Regions from separate parts of the Gossypium arboreum genome. Here region 1 is linked to region 2. The links are chromatin contacts, called in public Hi-C maps. All regions are on one chromosome and are shown on one strand. Each heading gives the region's core, a stretch centred on a gene start, on an enhancer-like site or on the middle of the called end of the contact. The rest is flanking DNA. Distances are from core to core; before and after follow the strand shown. Region 1 holds the start of LOC108473782 (protein EIN4). Region 2 overlaps LOC108473667 (phosphoribosylaminoimidazole carboxylase, chloroplastic-like).

The links. A called contact is a pair of places that touch in the nucleus more often than the background predicts.
Region 1: a contact with region 2 is called in a Hi-C map of leaf, with 4 times the contacts expected there. The contact joins the promoter of LOC108473782 here to the enhancer-like site in region 2. A contact is called at or near these places in 2 of 5 Hi-C or Micro-C datasets (both in leaf).

Annotation. Positions count from the first base shown.
Region 1 is chr11:116,656,341-116,659,053 of ASM2569848v2, reverse strand. It overlaps LOC108473782 (protein EIN4), which reads right to left and starts at 1,336. Exons shown (of 2, transcript NM_001330038.1): 1 at 1-1,336. The coding sequence starts at 1,336.
Region 2 is chr11:116,249,652-116,252,351 of ASM2569848v2, reverse strand. LOC108473667 (phosphoribosylaminoimidazole carboxylase, chloroplastic-like) reads right to left here. Exons shown (of 19, transcript XM_017775361.2): 3 at 1,349-1,638; 4 at 251-596; 5 at 1-105. The coding sequence starts at 504. Among protein-coding and RNA genes, the nearest start is that of LOC108473667, 3.6 kb to the right of the region's middle. Within about 2 kb of position 1,376, at least 2 of the 2 cell types and tissues checked have an H3K27ac peak or open chromatin away from gene starts, as enhancers often do. A contact at or near this core is called in leaf, where this site is marked.

The sequences.
Region 1 (2,713 bases), core at 87-2,586, 410 kb before region 2:
AATGTAAGCTAAAAGGCCTCATATCTAGCAGGAACCTTCCATTATCTTTCGCTGAAATCTCCATCACGTCATTTATCAAAGTTGAAAGGACGCTGCTTGTTTTAACCAATGTGTCAACAATAGTCTTCTGCTTGAAGTTCATGTTCTCATCTTGAAACACTGAAAGTAAGCCTAAAATTGAGTGCATTGGTCTCTTCATACCATTACTCATTACTTTCTGAAAAGAGTTCCTTGCTTGGCTGGCCATCATTGCATTCTTTCTTTCCTGCTGCAATACATGATTTTGCTGACTCAATTTTTCTCTCATTCGTTGAGATTCTTCAAGAACTGCAGCATGGGATAGAGCTACAGCTACCTGATCAGCAACCACTTCAACAATCTCCATTTCTGGATAGCTCCAATTCCTTGAGTTCGCGCTTGGAAGAACCAATACCAGAATGGCATAGCAAGTCTCCACCAATTCTGGTGTTCCCCCTTTAAAATTATAACCTTGAAGCATTGGCATCCTGATTGCTGCAACAGCACCTGCCTCTTCTGATCCAGTACCACTTGCTAGCCCAAGTGCAGAGTCTGGTCTCAGGATTCTCACTCCTTCACTCCCCTTTATCTCCTTCACATCAGGATCACTCATCGGAATAGACTGGTGAAAACTACTCCTTGAAGAACTTGCTTTCAACTCATGAGTCAAGTTCATATGCGTTCCATTCTCATTTGGCATCCACACGGCACAGTTGATCAAATCCAGGGTCTTAGAAAGCTCAACCAAAGTGGTGTACAATATGGTATGCTTATCCAAGGATTTCCTGATTTCCTGTGTTAACATACGAACATGAGAACTGGCTTCCTTCTTCCTTTTCATCATGTCCACCTCTTGATCTAACTCCAATACATTTTGCCTCAAGAAAATCTCCCTCACTTTTATTTTGAGCAAGAGAGGTATCAGAGTTAATAGTGTTATAGCAGTGGCACATGAGACAAGGGCGGTGAGCAATTTGGCAATGGTGAGAGACAGCATCAATTGGAATGAGTGGGGACCATAATAAGTCCATCCATTGAGAAGATGAGTCAATCCACAAAGCACTATAAAGGCTATGAACTGAACAAGGACCCATTTGAAGGGGACGTTCGAACAACTAATGAAGTAAAGCAGTTCAATAGGTATCGAAAAATAAGCCACAGCAATGAAGAAATCACTCACCTTCTGGCACTCTAAAATGCTATGTACACTCCAAAGACCCTCATCATCACAATTACAACTCGCTAACTCATTATCTGTGCCAGAAACCAAGACCACAAAAAGAGAAATCAACAAGCCAAGAGCTACTGCTCTTAACATTGCCCCCTCAGGTGACTACCAGTTCAATCCATACAAGGAAAATGTCAAACTTCCCACACCCCCAATATATAAAATTTAGTACTCAACCAAATATAGTAAAGGCAACTCCTTTAACTACAACTTAAAGCTTTAGTACTCATTTCCTGAAGCCAATTCCTTTGCAAACACAATAAAATCCCATATGCCACAATCCAAGATCTAAAACTACACAGCTTCTTCTATGTAAGCAAGTAACATCATTTTCCTAGATTTCAAGATCTAAAACACCCCCACCTGCTCTAAACTCAAGAATTTCCTTTCTGTTCAGCCCCTACGATCAAGAAGTAGTTATTGAAAGTCCTCCAAGATTTTATTATATAGCCACAAGGAAAAAGAAGAAAGAAATCGAGAAAAAAAAAAGATGATCTTTTTATACACTTGCGACTTTCTTCAATTGAATAACAAAAACTTCGAGGGAACCAACAACAAGAATCAAAGGTCAACCTTTTTGTTAACCTCTCTCAAAAGCAAGATGGAAATAACAAGGAAAAAGAATCAAAGAGCAAAGTTAAAAAGAACAAACCTTTGGCAGAAAAAAAAGCACTACCAATCTCAATCAACACCAATATTATATATATAGCTTTCAACTTCCCAAGTGAAAATAACCACTACCCATTTTACCAAATCTGCACTTTTCCCCAAATCCAATCAAGAAAATATCAAATACCCCACCTTTTTTTTTTTTACTTTTTCTTTTTCTTTTTCAGCAAGATCAAAAAAATGAACACTCTAAAAAAAAGGTCTTGTTTAGAGAAACCCCTTAGCAGATGGTTTTAAGACTGAAAAAATAAAATCTCTCTCTCGGCACTTTAGATTGAAAGAAATGTTTAGAAAAACCGACTTGAAGGACAAGGACACAGTAAGAGAGAGGACTTGTCTTAAAGTTAATTAAAGAAAATACTAGCAACAACCAAGAAAAACACAACCCCAAAAAGAAAAAAAGAAATGAAAGGAGCTTAAAAAAGTAAGGGACCCCCACAAAGACCAAAGTTCTATGTTAAGAGAACCTAGACACCCTTTCTTCCCCAGTCACATAATAAAATCATTATTTTTAGATTTTTTTTTAATCACTAGTATTGTATAATACTTAATTGTTGAGATTTTTTTTTAAATGTGTCACTTGTATCAAACACATGCTAAAATAATCTTATTTTTATTATAGTACTTTTTTATTAAAATATATATAATTTACTTAACTTCCAAGAAAGATTTAAAATATATCTTATAATGTCAACTATTTGTGTACTTACGTTTTATTATCGGATTTACGGTGAAATTTCAAAAAGTAAATTTCATTTGATATTTTGAAGAACTTCACTAGAAACAAAGAAAGGGATA
Region 2 (2,700 bases), core at 127-2,626:
GCCATCTTGGAAGCCGCTTGGCATAACATACGACCCAATTGCCCTCCTCCTAATACACCAACTATCTTTTCGGATAGACCATGAACTGGAGAATCATCATCCTTCCTACAAAAAAGAAAAAAAAAACCATTTGAAAGTAAATAATTCACGATAACAAAAAAGACCCAAATTTTTTATTCTTTTGTTTTCGTTGGAAACATATAAAAGCAAGAAAAAGGGTAATAAATTAATTGCCAGAAGAATATAAAACCTGCGAGAGGAGTTGATCTCGTGAGAGTCATGTGAGGCGCGGCAAGCGAAGATGGGATTGTAGAGTTTCGAGGAAGAAGAAGAAGAGTGCCAGAGGCGATGACTAGGGTTGCGGTTATCAGCAGCGATGGAGACGGAGAAGAAGCGGAGTGAGAGAGATGGTGGTGGTCGGGAAAGAAACTGAGATGGCTTGAAAGAAAAAACTGGTTCAGAGGTAGAGTTCGGAAACACAGCCATTGAGGTTAGTGGGAGCATAATGTTTTTTATTTTCTAATTTTCTGTCACTTCCCCAAGAAATTTTGATGAGAGACGCAGTGAGTTTTGGCTCCAAAGAAGAATAGCATTACCTAAGAAGTGTTACACAATTTGATCACAATTTCGAACCATTGCATACAACATAACATACCAAAAGAACTTCAACAACATTACAACATAAGCCTAAGACAAAGTATAATTTAAGTTTCAGCTAACCTTGAGGTAGGCACAAATATGGTACTAAAGACAAAAATAACAACATAAATATCCCAGAAAAAAGCATAGAAAATAAATAAAAGTTCAAACAAACAAAGCAAGAAACAAAACTGTCTAAGTTAGAACCGAGAAGGACCAATCGGAATAAATAAAACGACTAAAATAGGCAAAATAAAGAATAACCAGAACGGGAAATATATAAAAATGTTTAGAAAAAAAATAATTTATTCGAAAATAATAGCAATGAGAACTGATTTATGTTTGAAGTGCAAAAACTGAAAAATTCCCAACATAAAGAAATTATACTAGACATAAAAACAGCATTACATTTCTAAGATTTATGTTCAATGGGATCAAATTTTCTTACTTGAAGACGTCAGAATCAATCAATAACATAAACGAGTAATCCCCAAAGCTAAACTAACCAACTCCAACTTAAATAATAACAAAAAAGAAAGGCATAATTCAAGACATATTCATCACAAACTGTAGTACCCAATAGAACAAATTTAGCATAGAACCCCCCCCCCCCAAAAAAAAAAGAGAACTTCTGGAAACACGTATCTTATATACATGAATTCAGAGTGATAAGAGTAGAAGAACAGGAAAAGTAAAAGGTTGAAGTGACCTGGAGAAGAAGTTGGAAGAAACGGATGGTGGCTGGAGTCGATACTCAAAGGGTAATTTCGTCGTCAAAGAGCGAACAAAGGCTGTTAGGCACGGTCTGAAGTTGTTTCTATTTTTAAAACGAGAGAAGCCTCAAAATGAGCCTAACTCGAAGCAGAGATGGAGAGAGTAGCGTCGATCAGAAAGGCAGAGAAGAACCTTAAAACCTAAAACCCTTTGCCTGTGTTCTCCAAATTGTGCTTTGGACTTTGGGCTTTTAAGCAGACTGCACGCATCCTCATGAACTGTGGGCTACAAATCGAGCCATCTTTTAGTTATTGTGATCTAATATTATTGGAAAAAGGACTTCTATGCTGCAATTATAGTAATTTATTCTTGTGAGCATTTAATGGAAGGCAATTACAATATCAATATTTTTCATCCATTATAGATTTAATAATTAATTTAGTTCTCTAAATTTACACATTTTCTCATTTTAGTTTTGATTTAATAAATTTAGTTCACAATATTTACACATTTTATTAGTTTGGTCATCATTTAATAAATTTAGCTGGCAACATTTACACATTCTATCAATATTTACACTAAATATATAAATATTAAGTACTAAATTTATTATTATACTAATGATATTTAATGGCAAGCATTAACTTTGTGATTAATTATTTTTAGTTGTTCACTTTCAAATATGACAAGGATTAAATTGCTTCAAATTTTGTTAGAGGTACTAATTTACTCAATATTAAAATTAAAACATGGGCTAAAATATGTCCCTAGAGAACGATTTTGCCACGTCAGCACATTTTGTGCTAACATGGCAAAATAACTCCCCCAAGGACGCAATTTGTATTTTTCGACCCTTTCTGGTAAATAATGAAAAAAATTGATCTATTTCTGTAAATAGAGTTAAAAAATGGGCCTTATTGGTAAAATGATCAAATTTGATGCATAACGAAAATATAATTATATGAATATTATTACAAGATATAAAATTAAAATTAAACTAAAATAATCAGTCTTGCATAACTAAATTAATTTTTTATTAAATAATTAGAAAAAGAAGTGAAAATATAAAATGAAACCCAAAGGAAGGACAGGCTGGGGAAGGGAAGGGAAGTGGCAGTGCCGTTCTTCTTTGAAGCCAAAACTCGCTGCTTTTCTCATCAAAATTTCTTGAGGAAGTGACAGAAAATTAGAAAATAATAAATATTAATGCTCCTACAAACCTCAATGGCTGTGTTTTCGAGCTCCACCTCTGAACCAGTTTTTTCTTTCAAGACATCTCAGTTTCTTTCCCGGCCACCACCATCTCTCTCACTCCGCTTCTTCTCCGTCTCCATCGCCGCCGATAAC